Regions from separate parts of the Gossypium hirsutum genome. Here region 1 is linked to region 2. A link is a contact called in public Hi-C data. All regions are on one chromosome and are shown on one strand. Each heading gives the region's core, a stretch centred on a gene start, on an enhancer-like site or on the middle of the called end of the contact. The rest is flanking DNA. Distances are from core to core; before and after follow the strand shown. Region 1 holds the start of LOC121203530 (2-C-methyl-D-erythritol 2,4-cyclodiphosphate synthase, chloroplastic). Region 2 holds the start of LOC121204974 (reticulon-like protein B3).

Region 1 (6,620 bases), core at 2,464-4,963, 290 kb after region 2:
GCATTATGGTGGTTTCTCTCACATCTTGTCTATCATATGCATCTCAATCTCTCTGACATTTTAGGTGCAGGCCAGAAACCATCGTTTCATTCTTCCCCAATGGGGTCTATGCTCGGTAACCTGCCGTCCTTTGACCCCCACAACTTCAGCCAACTTCGTCCCTCCGATCCTTCTAATCCTTCCGTAAGTATCCTTGTCATCCTTTTTCAACCCAACTCCAGTTTCCAAAATACATCTCATATGTATTTTAGTTCTGGGTTTTATCTGAATAACTTGTTTATTTTAGCTCTTCTGATATTGCATTGAAACCCCATATGCAGTTTACATGAGTAGTAAACTTTGTTACATTTTATGATTAGGTGGGTTTACCCAGATATGAACTATGGATTTCTTTTTATGAGTAAATTTCCTAAATTCTTACCTTAATGCTATTGCCCATATAATCAGTTACATCTCAGAACCTTTATGGATAAAGTTGTTTGTGGTTTCAAATAAATATATTTGCTTCCCGATCTATATTGGCTTTAAATGATTCATGTAATTCCAACTCTGGTGTTATTACACATTAGTCATTTTATTGTTTGCATTACAAGATACATTTATTATTAGGATGTTGATTAAACTGATGGAATCAAGTTTAATATGGTAAACTTTCTATGCAAAGAATCTAAGTAATGCTAATAGTAAAATTTGTTTTTTTGTTTTGCTAAAGTGACAAAGATCTTTGCCAACAACCTCTTGGCCTAGTGGCAAGAGAATTAGGTTGTGAGGCATGAGAGCTTGGGTTCCATCCCAAGCAACCCCATCCCCAACCCTAATTATCAAAAAAAAAAAAAAAGAAAGAAAAAAAAGAGGAGGAGGTGACAAAGATCTTTATACAACACCAGTGTAAACTTGGAAATGCTTTCTTGCACTAGATAATGATAAGAGTTTCCTTAAGATGGAAGCCTCTATTCTTTGAGAGCTTGAGATTTTCTCCAGTATTTCAGTTCAAAACTACTAAGACTTTAAGTTCACGCTTTTTCCAGATATTGATGTATAGTTGGTAGTTTTAGTTCTTACAAGTTAAGACCGGATCTTAAAAGTTATCATGTAGTTCTTTGTTTTATTTAAGATACTAGCTGAGAATTTGTGTCTATGTGGCCATATGTATAGGTATACTTGTAGACAATAATTTATTTATATGTATCTATATTTGTTTCCATAGTTTGCAGTGATTCCTTGCTTCTGTTATAATGTTTCCGGTTAAGATCATAACAGTTGAAAGGTCCAAATGGTGTTGTTATGACTGTGAATTTGGAATTCAGTCACGGATGATGGATGAGAAAATTCCTCAAGCTCAACACAGGGAGCCTTACCTTAGAACTTGTTACAGAGAAAACCCAGATCGCTTTTCAGGGTTTTGATAAAAATTCGACTTCAATTTTATTATTCCATTCGTCTCATTTTTATTACATAATTAGGATATTTATTTTGGAAAGGAAAGAATCAATTGAAATAAAATCTCAATCGAGGCACCTGAGGATGAACTGAAATAACATATTAAAATCATAATTGAGAAACCTGAGCCTTAATTAGAGAACCCAAATTGATGGTCTATCCTAACATAGGTTTGGTCCACAGAGCATCCACAATAGGTGTACAATTTTCTCCTGCTTCTTATCCTTTTAAGCTATTTTAGCATGTGAGATGTATGCTATTCTACGGAGTTCATCTTGAACTCCTCTATGTTTTTAAATGAACAACTTATGACAAAGTAGTCTTTTTGCTGTCATGGATTGGTCTTTAACAAAATTACACTGCCTTCACTTGTATGGTTTGTTACTTTGTTCAAACATTTTAGGGGCACAACACACTTCTTATTTTTATGTCATGTTAAAGAGTTGATTGCACTAATCTTTTATATTCTAACTTTTTCTTTTTGGCTAGAAAATGGTTCCTTCCACCTACTGTCCCACTCATAGCCAGACTCTTCCACCACCTGATCAAGGTATCGAACAGATATTCTTTCTCCATATTTTTACTTTTGAAACAATCGATCATTTCGAGTTAAAGAGAGATATTCTTGGCACTTTAAACTTTTTGTGATGAAAATATGGTAACCTTTAGTTGTGAATATACTTTCAGGCTCTACCTATATGGTGATAAATTGATAATATATTTTCATAATGTGTGTCGTATAGCTCTGGCAACTTTTTGGCTAGGTTACTTTCAGGGATGTTGAATGTTAAGTTGATGTTTGAGAGCAGAAGTGCTGGAAAAGTATGCTGAGATGTCTGAATTGAACTTATTAATACATGATTTAGTTTTGTTGGAAAAATGGTATTTTCTTCACAAATTGACTTCGAATAAATAGATATGGATTGAGAAATTGATCTTTATGTAGCACTTAATGGATGCCATTGCTACTATTTGTCACACTTTTTTTTTTATTTTATAATCTTCCTCTGAAATGGTGGAATTGATTTATCTTGTTTGTTTAGTTCTTTGTTTCCTTCAGTAATCTATACGCCATAGATTGCTTATTTGAAATTCTTCATCTTCTCTCACTTTTGCTTTGATTGATATCAACAAAGAATAGAATATTTTTTTTTATCAGAAAATATAATCATTAGTTGCTTTACATGATTGAAATTGTTTTTGAAGTTTTAACAACCAGAATGAACGTGTTTGAGGTTCTTATCTGTACACGTGTTATGCTACCGATATAAAGCCACCACTGGTTGGAATTTCATTCTGTTGCAAAATGCCACAGCTCATTGACTTAAATTCTTGACTTTCTTTATATTTTTTTCCCATATATGATTGACCTGTCGAATACTTTTTAACAGTTATAGCCACTGAGGCCAAAAATATACTTATTAGAAATATCTACCAGCGTGCTGAGGAGAAGGTTAGTAGTAGTGGGTTTTCCTTCTTTTGATGTTATAAAACTGCATATACAAATAATTTGATCATCGTAAATAGAAATACACAGGCACATGCATGCACAGATAATTCATCTAGTTTCTTACTGCTTTCCCATTGTAGTTGAGATCGAAACGTGCTGCCACCGAACATCTACTACCAGAGCATGGACGCAAGCAACCTAGGCCTTCCACCTCCTAGTTGTAACTCTTCGTTTTTTTTTTTTGAGGCTGGTGTAAATGTATCTTCTCATATCAAATGTGTTGTAAACTGTGAAAAAAGTTGCTTACCCACTGTTGTTGGCTGGGACACCATACATACCTGTATATTTTGTGTACAAATCAAACTTATAAATGATTATCATTATAATTTTTATGGCGACCACTGTTATTTGTAGTTCGAAATTATCTCATTGGTATTTATATCATACGGCATGGCTGGATTGCTGAAGCTGAATCCTTTTATACTCATTTCAAGTATTCATCAAGATTCCATCTGAAAGTAATGTGAATAGGAATAGTTCCCTTTGGGTGCATGGGGAGATTTGAACCCATTACCTCTAGGATGTAAAGACTACTTGTATCAAGCGTCCTTAAATTCTCTTCATAATCTTGAAGGTGAGTAGCCTTTCAATGACCACTCTTCAATGCAACAACATTCAAAGAGAATAATTACGGTCTAACTCATGCCCTAACACAAATTTCTCTTCTAACAATTACATAGAATTTCAACTCCAAATCACATGGTATGTGAATTGCTATGGGTGTTTATGAAATATCAATAAAATTGCCAAGAAAGATTGGATTTTTGTATGTGTAACTCCATCAAACGGACCACTCAGTGGTTGAAATGTATAACAAATAATGCAAAATGTTTGGTTCCTTCCTGCGTGCATTAAATAAAATAAAACAAGGGGAAAACTGGGAAATAAATTATGGCCACAAAAACAGAGTCAACAAAGAAACTGAAAGCTGAAACTATTCAACCAAAAAACGGAGTCCGTTTTCTGCTAAGACAAAGGTGTCAACGGCAATGGCCACACACTATTACAGTTGTTCAATTCCAGCGAAACCCACCTCCCAAACAAGCTCTAACAACTTTGTCTTCAGCTTTTAGTCTTGGAGATTCAATTTCAGCGGCTGCTACTTCAGTTGGAGTAGATGGACCCACCGCCTCCACCAATCCTTCCAGGTCTTTGCCGTTTAGAGTGGGTCATGGGTTCGGCCTTCATCTTTTGGAGCCTGGCTACCCATTGATCATTGGTGGGATTGATATTCCTCATTCTGATGGTATTTTTTCGTTTCCTATTTTTTCCTTAATTCCCCTCCCCCCCTGAATTTATCTGTTTAAAGTTTCCACAATTTTGCTTTTAATGCTAATTAATATGTTGCAGGAGATGTGCTACTCCATTGTGTTGTGTATGCAATACTGGGAGCTTTAGGCCTTCCTGATATAGGGCAGATAGTTCCAAATTCTGACCCCAAGCGGAAAGGGGCTGCTTCTTCTGTTTTCATCAAAGAAGCTGTGAATATTTCTTTGATGTGGATCCTGGATAATTTTGAGACATTCCTTTTATTTATTTATCTATTTTCGGCTGTTTATTTTCCACTGAATTCTCCTTTGACTGCTTCACTGCTGCCTACCTTAAAAGAATGACAGATACATCGGCCATTGCTATATTATGAAATGTCTGTATGTAGTCTGGCCATAGATGGAATGTTTTAGGTTGGGATACTGGTCCTAGATTACAACCTTAGTACTGTAAGTACCAAAAAGGAACCTTGGTAAAGTAATAGAAAGGGCAATGCTAGTAACCAAGAATATAATCAGTCTGAATGTTGTAGGCTCCACTTAGGTACTCTTTATTCTACATTTAAGTATTAAAATGTTTTGAAACATTCCCTTTTTAGCCATTTCAATAAGAAAAAGAATAATAGAAGAAACTCAGAGTGGGTTGGACTACATGATATGGAACTGCTTTGTTGATTCCATCCGCTTAGAAACTAAAACCGAGTCTGTAGTTTCAAGCATTGGGTAGTTTGTATTAGATGCATCAGCAAAGTAATTTGATAGAGCTCTGCTGTGTTGGGGAGCAGAGAAGTGCATATGAAAATGCTGCATTAGAGCAAACATCTTCTGCTGATAGTGACTTCCTAGCAAACAATGCAATGCACCTTGTACTTTATTTTATACACTGAACCTAATAGGCAATGTATCTTTTCTTCAGGACAGCTTTATCTTTTTTTATTGTTGAAAATGAGATTTAATTTTTTATATTAGACTATAATCACTAATATTGTATGTGCATGAACATAATTGAAGGGAACTTCATATATCCTTAGATTCTATCTAGCCTGCGAAAGTGATTCTACTCGTGGATGCACCTTGTAAACATGATTTTTGACTTAAAAAGTTGTGTAAAGGAGAAAAAGGATGCTTTTAAGACCCATCTATCAGATATGATATTCCTTCACTGCAAAATTCTGCAGAACCTCTGATGTTTGTTTGACGGCGATTTCACCAACCAAAATGCAATGAATGTTTCTTCAAAACAACCTAAATTGTTTTTTTATTCTCGACTGAACTATAGATATTCATTTATGTGCAGGAAAAACCCGTATCATACACGACGTCCAAAGTGATGCTATACCCTGACATCAATCTATGCTATATGCTTTCATCTAGAAGTTCTGTTGTAGTTTTCTGTATGTATAGCTTACAGGAGAATCCTTGTTGAACCTTGAATTTGCATGTATGCTGCGTCTTTCTATGAAGAGACTAAATCCATGAAATGCTCCCCTAATGCCTCCATTCATCCAACTATTTTAGTGCTAATTTCTTCCAAAGAACTTGGCTGTTATGTGTTCCAAAAGTACTACTTAATCCGAAATTAACAAACCTACACTTAAAATTCGTTTGTAGGAGTAGCATTAGGAAAAATATTAACAAATTTGCAAGGCAAAACAAACTATGAAGTGGGGGAACTATGATAGTTTTTAATATAGATGTGAATGATCCATTTACTGATTTGGTTTGGGTAAGAGATATGTGTTCTCTTTCTATTCAACTCAGATCTTAGAAATTTGTAGTAAATAAATAAATGTGTTTTCTTTTTCCTTGAATGGATTATGTAAATGTGCTCATGATAGTCGTGCTCGGCCATCAATGTTTATATCTTCCATACATTCAATTTTACTGTTCAGACTAATTAGATTAATCATGGTCATCCTCTGCAACACGGTTCATCATCTCAGGGGAGACTCATGCATGAGGCAGGTTATGAGATTGGAAACTTAGATGCCAACTTAATTCTTCAAAGACCAAAATTGAGCCCACACAAGGAGGCAATCAAGTCCAACTTGTCTCAGCTGCTCGGAGCCGACCCTTCTGTTGTCAATCTGAAGGTAAGACTCATGAAAATGTCGACAGCCTAGGTGAAAACCGAAGTATTGCAGCACATACTGTGGTCCTACTGATGAGGAAGTAAATAATAAGTCTCGGATAACAGTGTCAAGTATGCAACTGTATATACGGCGAGTATCATTATATATGGTATTGCTAATTGTGACAGCTTAATGTATTTGGTTGGACCAGATTGTTAAATCCTCAGCATTTAACTTGAAACGCCGATGGTGAGTTTGGAAATAGAATACATTACCATAGTCAAAGTTATGTTGTAATGTTCACTTCTTGCTATCTTGAGCTTTATTAAA
Region 2 (7,199 bases), core at 2,469-4,968:
ACTACCTTCACAAACACAGCTAGCAGATGTATGTCAGGACCTAGCAACACCAACATCTTCACCAGTAATCTAATCTTTCTTCTTCTCCTTCAATGGTCTCTTGGGAATCTTACTCAGTACTTTTGCATCAAACACTGCATACTGCTTCTTGATCTCATGCCATGCTTTCTCGGCCAATGGGTCCACCTTGTCTTCATACTTCTCATACAGAACAGGCACGGTGTGCAGTAGTACGAATACTATTTTGCAAGACCATTAAAATAAAATAAGGAAACCAAAATGTATTTAAGGGGAAGGAAGCAAAACGTTAGAAGGTAAGTCATATACCTATGTAGAACAGTGTCAAGAAGTTGCACCAACTTCCCACAATAGACGAGACCCACAAGCCAACGATCACCTGACCAATCATAGTGCCGAATCCAATATGATGGTCAAATGCATGGTAAAATGCTAGAACATCTTTAAATAGATAAAAAGCTCAGGTAAAATTAAACTATGTAACTATTGCATCAGTATCTCAATCATAAGTCGAAGGAATAACTGCAAATAATCAACAAGAAAGCTATTCATAACAATAAAACAAGTAAAGAAAAAGAAACATACAGAGAGGAACTTCTTAAGATCTCTTCCTGATGCAATATCCCGCAGGACGGCGAAACCCCTGTTAATCTCAAACCTAAGCGCTTGGGCAAACTCTAAAACTGGGTCCTTGGGTATTTGAACTTCAGGGATGCGAGGTGGAGACCTATTCAAAACAATTTAACATCATCTCAAGCAATGAGAAACCAGTATACAAATACAGTCACTAAATTAAAGAAAAAATTCAAGAGCTTACTTGTGGATGAAAGTAGCAGCATTTGACCACAAGAAGAGTAATGCAAGAGCAAGTATCAACAAGTGACAGACTAGTGTGAGAAGGTGGTATTCGAGCAATTCAAACAAAACCCATATCACAGTTGCAACACCTAGTGTTCCTGCCGAAATCTTTTTGTTCCTCCACAGGAAAATATCAGCCTCTATTACACATACACCCAATTATAAGTATGCATTATAAACAATTATTGCCAGCCAGAAGGTAGTAGTTACTGATGACAATCAATTAAAAGTTATCAAATTGTTATCAGGGAATATTATTGATAATCAACTAACTACAAAATTATTGATGAAATAAGATAATCTCAGACATTGTTCCTTCTCATAAAGCAAAAAAAGTAAACTTCAGTACAACAATTCACATCAAATCGATTAAAGATCCAAAAATTTACTTTCTTCTATAGTCAATCAGATACCAACAGATCAAAAACCTTAATTCAACTCGAACAACATCAGTTAATCAAAACCTCCATCTAAATGAGCAAGAAAATAACTCTTTACGATCACCAACAATTTTTTTTTTTTGAAAACGGATTCACGGATGCAAAACGAAAACCGAAACTTCAAAAAAAAAACCCAGGCTTATAAGAAGCTAAAAAACGAAGTGAACAAATTTAAGAAATGAAGAAAAGGGTTTTGTAACATACGTTTGCCTCCACCGAAAACGTCGTGAACGGGCCTTTCTCTTCCAAACAGACGAAAGACTTTGGCCTTCATGGAGGATTCTGATGGCTTGTCGTCATCGGAATCCGAGGAGGAGGAAGATAAATCATGGCCTTTGTTCTTCTCTGATATCTTCTCCAACAACGATTCCTCGTGCTTGTCTTCGTGATCAGACATTATTTTCCCACAGTATTTCTATAAGCCTAACTAAGAGTTTGAAGATCGAAAAGGAAACTCGAGAAACGGAAATTACAGTGTTCTACTTCTACTTGTGCTATTCTGTTCTACTTTTTTAAACTCCAATTCCTTTTGAGGCTAAATAGATGGTCTACAAATTAGATTTAATCTAGACCGCTTAATGTTGCGGTTTTGATCTGGACTGTTCATAGGTTTGGATTTCCGAAGCTGTAAGTTTGGAGTAAAACCGGAACCCGATGTGGAGCAGGCGTATGTAAAATGATCATACAGTAGGTTTTACAGATTCGAGGTTAACGGGCGTTAGATCTTGATGGGGACATTCATGACTAAAACGTGGAATTTTATAAACCGTCAGATTTGTTTATATTTCTTGATGTTGGAGGTAATGGCGTAAGTCCTTAATTATTATATTAAATTAGTTTTATTATTTTAATTGGGAAATTAGAAGAATGATATTAATAAAAATATTAAAAGACATGATGAATTTGTAGACAAAAATAAAATATTTGAATTTTTTTGTAGACCTCATTGAAGGGACCCGCTTATAATTAAATGATTGATTTGTGGTCAATACTAAAGGAAGTCTAACTTGAAAATTATGAGTCCCTTTTCAATGTGTGATGTGTCTCTTCTAGATTTAACAAAGAAAAATAAAATAAATAGACATAATCTAGAAAGATGTTTCTAGGAAAAGGTTCATCAATATACAAATACAACTAATACCGCCTTCTCGAGTATAAAAATAAGAAAAGTTTAATTAACATGATATTGAATATATATTTACATGTTTTAAAAGAAGGTGCAGGACATGTGTCTTATTCCTTATCATTTATTACTACTCACACTTGTAATCTGATAATGCATACATCTGACAAAATGTGGGTGAAATTTGAAGCTCGATTTGCAACTAGAGGAATTTAGGCTGTGGAAGCATGCATTGTAAATTTTTGGGACTTCTTGTTAGTGGTTAAGACAATTATCTGACAGCCACAAAGGGAGTTTCCTCGTAGGGCCACAAGAGGAACAAATAAGAATATCCCAACAAATCCGTGAAAGATGTAGCCATAAAAAGCATCACAAATTCAAAAACAAACAGCAAATTCTGTCATATAACCCTTTTGAAGATTGAAATGTCTTCAGGATGGGAAGATTATTACTTATGTTGACAGATGTTGATGACCCTACATCCAGTTCCGTTCCTATGTGACCAATTCATTCAATCACGGTTAAGAACCGGCATTCAACAAATCTAAGATTTGAACCCCACAGATCCAGGAGCTAACCAGTAAACATGTATGTCTCATTGACTAGCATAGTCATAAATCAGCTCATCGAGGGAACTGTTTTGTCATGAATTAACCATAATGACCATCCTCTAGTCATAGAGGGCAACCTTTCAAGGCTTGTTAGGAATATGAAGGGCTTTGCTAATGCTATCCCTCACCCTCAGCTTCCAAAATGGCAAAACCCCAACCAAACCAAGACATATTCCCTTTTCTTCACAAGTTCAAATTATCAACATCTCTTCACAAGTTGTGTTGCGGTAGGCAGTTAAACATATAAAGGCTACCCTTTTCTTCACCCATAGACTTCCTTTTCTTCCATCTTTAGGTTTTATAATACAGAGAAAAAGAAGTATAAAGTATTGGATGACCCTACAATACGAATAAAGAAAAAAAAAACACCAATTGCTGGACAAAAGTAGAGTAGGGGTAGGAATACGTACCTCATTTGGTGCTGTAAAGATTAAAAAAAAAAGCAATCCAGAAAGAAAATATATAGCCTCCTCTAAGTGGCTTCATGATATCAGCTTGCACGCTTTCAATCAACAAAATACGGACTTGAGCTTCAAATGCTATGGTCTGCAGTCTACAATCGAAATAAGGGCACACTGCTATCATAGAAGCCAATGGCATATTGCTTTGGTTGTAAAAAGAGAACATTCCAAACTTCAACGAATATGCCTTATCTGCTTACACTTGGAAAAATTAAAAATTAAGTTCTGCAGCGCGCGTCTAGTAGTTGTGAGAAATGCCACTGTGGCCCAGTTATTGGCAAATAAAGCAGCAAGCAGGGCCAAGAATATTTTTATACTTAAAAGAAATAAGGAGAATTTTAGAACTTAAAAACAACCCAGATTGCTAGGGCCTGGGGCAATGTACTAACATTTGGATTGGGCTTTGGGAGAAACTGGTTTAAAAAGCCCAATAAACCTGAAAAGGAGAAGCAATAAAAAAGAAGAAAAAAAAAAGTAAAGGAGCTAGAAATGGGATATGATTAAGCCTTAAACTTGAAAAGGAACAATTGTTGTTTACCTCAAGAAAATGGATAAGTGATGGGCCATCCTTCATCTTCAAAAGGAGAGGAAATGGAAACAAAAATATGTAAATTCCCAATACTGATTACCCTCATAATTTCAGAGGCATTGATGTTTCTCTTTTATAGACTAGTTAACTTGTTTATGCATATCTAGTTTTCATCTTTTTTCATCTTTTTTGTATCTTTGGATTGGGCTTATGAAGTTGAAATGTTTTTGGTTGGGTTGATTCTTAATAGTGAAGAGATAGATGTTAACACTTTGGAATGGTAATTTTTTAGTATGTCTATGCTTTGGCCATTTTGGTTGATGGTTTGATCATGAATAGGTGGTTAATGTTATGTGTTCTTCTTAGCTTGGTTGTTTGAAGGAATAACCTTTGATCATGGTGCCTTTGAAGGATATATTGGTTAAATATAGGATGAATGAAATTTTGGCATGTAATTGATGATTTGAATGTGTTTTTGAACCTAGGAAATGATCTAGATATGGCATGTCTTGTTGTGCAAGGAATGGTGCATGAAATTGCTTGTTTTAAGAGTAAAAAATGGTGCACACTGCCAGAGACATAGGCCGTCACACAGCCGTGTGTATTTATTGTTTTAAGTTGTAGTATTCACATAGCCTAGCACATGGTCATGTGATCCAAAACAGTTTGTCATGTAATGACCCAAAATTCACGAGCATCGAAAAAGTACATTATCAGGCCTCCGTCTTAGCAAAATGGGTTCGCAAATATTTATTAGGAATATTTTTTAGGCCAGTTGTGTGTTTAAATATGCTTTAATTAAGTGAATTTAGCCTAATTAAGAGAAATTAGGAAAAAGGACTAAATTGAATAAAGGGTAAAAGTTGAATTATAGATTAATAGAAAGTAAAAAGGGCTAAAATGACAAATAAGCCATTTAGCATAAGTTGAGGCGGCAAGCATGTTAAAAATCTAAGATATTTTTAGATTTTAATCATGTAAATATATATAATTTAATTATAAAATATATTATTAAATTAATTAATTATAAATATCATATTATGAATTAAATTAAATTAAAGCCAAGTGTATGATGATAAAAATATACAAATGTAATAATAGTATGCATACATTTGTAAGATATTTATTTAATTACTTTTTATTTAAGTAAATAGATATTTATTATTTATCATTATTATTATTCTATCAAATTACAATTTATATTACTAAATTATGATTATTATTATTATTATTAAAAATAAATTAAAATAAAGACAAATGTATGGTGATTAAATTATATAAGAATAATGCATATATTTAGACATTTGTAATATATTTATTTAATTATTTTTTATTTAAGTAAAAAGAATTTTATTATATTAAAATATTAAATTATATAAAATAAATAGAATAAGGACAATTGGATGGTGATGATAATAGGCAAGTGTAAAATATATGTGCATCCAATTTTAATATATATATTTGTTATTAAATAAAATATTTATTATAATAATTATTATTATTAAGTTAATAAAGTAAAAGAATAAAATAAATGAAATAAATAAAGAAAACAAAAGAAAGAAAGAACAACAGAAGCATTTCGAAACAGAGGAAAGAAAAGAAAGAAAGAAAATAAAAGGAGAAACTAGGGTTTGGGAGCTTAAAGCTTTAATTGCTAGCAAAGAACCCGAAGCATCGGCATCGAAAGAAAAGGGAAAAGTTATCGAGGAGTAATCAAACAAATCCAGGTTTGTATTACTATAATTCAAATTACTTTTTATTAAATGTTTTATATAAATTTTATATTTAATAAATGAGTATAAGGTAAGTATTAATATTTGAGTTCAATGGGAATTGGATTGGATGGTGAATTTGTATGTATAATTGAATTGTATATTGATTTGAATGTGAAATTGAAACTAAATAGTGATCTTAAATTTGGTATGAAAGTGAAAACTTAATTGAGAATTGGAATACCCTATGAACTAGTTGGGCTAAGTCGGATATAGTTAGCATGCCATAGGATTTGGAAGAGTACGGGATTTATCGGCTTTGCCGATCAGGCACTTTATGTGTCGTATATCAGGCACCTCGTGTGTCATTTCAGGCACTTATGTGTCGTATACTAATCAGGTACTATGTACCGTCTTAGGCACAATATGCCGTACTGGTGTGTTTGGGTTGGAATCCATGTATCCGTCAAAGTCCAGGTTTGTTAATAAGGTGAATAACCAAAATGGGAAAAATTAAATAAATTTGATTGATTATACTATTGAAAATGTGAGAAAGTTGAATTGTGGATTGAAATTGAGATTGGAAATGAAAGGCATGAACTAAATGTTCATGTAGTGATTGAAATTGAGACATATGATATGTGAATGAAATTGAAGAATAGCTAAAAAAATTATATTGTTATTGTTAATTAATGAAAGTTTAAGAATGAATTGATATTTGAAAAATTGGGTAGTTATATGCTTGATAATTATATTCCATTATTATTATTATTTGAATTATAGTAATACCACTGAGTATGAAGTACTCAGTGTACGGTTGTTTTCGTGCGCAGGTCAATAGGATTCCAGAATCCCGGTCCAGCATCCGAACGATCCTAACTCTAGCACAAAAATTTTGGTGATGTTTTCTTCCTTAAATGAAAGTGGCATGTACATAGGTGTTGTAATGGTCACTTTAAAATATTTTATTATTTTTGTTGTAATAAATGATATTTGGTGTTTTGGTACTAAGTTAAATGAAATGGTTTGACAAATTTGGTAAGTTTGGTATTAAACTTGGGAAGAAAAATGAATAAAGCTAGTTAGTAAAATTTTATATGATTTTATGAATGTAATTTGATTATATGGTTAAGTCAAAGTTATAGGCATAATTTAGGTATATTTAGTGTGCAAATGTAATGGTTGAAAGATTTGTTTTGGATTGGTATCAGTTTGAAACTTGCAAGGAAGGTTAGATATTTATAAAGGGGTTATATTGAGTTTTAAAAAAAAATTTACGAAAAGTTTCCGAAGTACCCGAACAAGTCTCGATTCGATTCTAACGTGTGATTTGGACCTCGAGGGTCCATTATAGGGACTTTATGATTAAATCAAGATATGCATGTCATTTATTTCGAATTAATTGTAAATTATCTGATATGTTCTGTAATGCCTCGTAACCTTGTTC

Evidence for each region. A called contact is a pair of places that touch in the nucleus more often than the background predicts.
Region 1: a contact with region 2 is called in a Hi-C map of leaf, with 1.9 times the contacts expected there. The contact joins the promoter of LOC121203530 here to the promoter of LOC121204974 in region 2. A contact is called at or near these places in 2 of 34 Hi-C or Micro-C datasets (both in leaf).

Annotation. Positions count from the first base shown.
Region 1 is chrA08:90,855,561-90,862,180 of Gossypium_hirsutum_v2.1, forward strand. It overlaps LOC121203530 (2-C-methyl-D-erythritol 2,4-cyclodiphosphate synthase, chloroplastic), which reads left to right and starts at 3,714. Exons shown (of 2, transcript XM_041074426.1): 1 at 3,714-4,196; 2 at 4,301-5,705. The coding sequence starts at 3,842. The coding sequence ends at 4,563. LOC107947508 (DET1- and DDB1-associated protein 1) reads left to right here. Exons shown (of 4, transcript XM_016882144.2): 1 at 1-183; 2 at 1,930-1,990; 3 at 2,832-2,893; 4 at 3,031-3,288. The coding sequence starts at 37. The coding sequence ends at 3,108.
Region 2 is chrA08:90,564,872-90,572,070 of Gossypium_hirsutum_v2.1, forward strand. LOC121204974 (reticulon-like protein B3) reads right to left here and starts at 3,719. Exons shown (of 5, transcript XM_041075900.1): 1 at 1,521-3,719; 2 at 836-1,016; 3 at 604-745; 4 at 328-397; 5 at 1-239. The coding sequence starts at 1,713. The coding sequence ends at 70.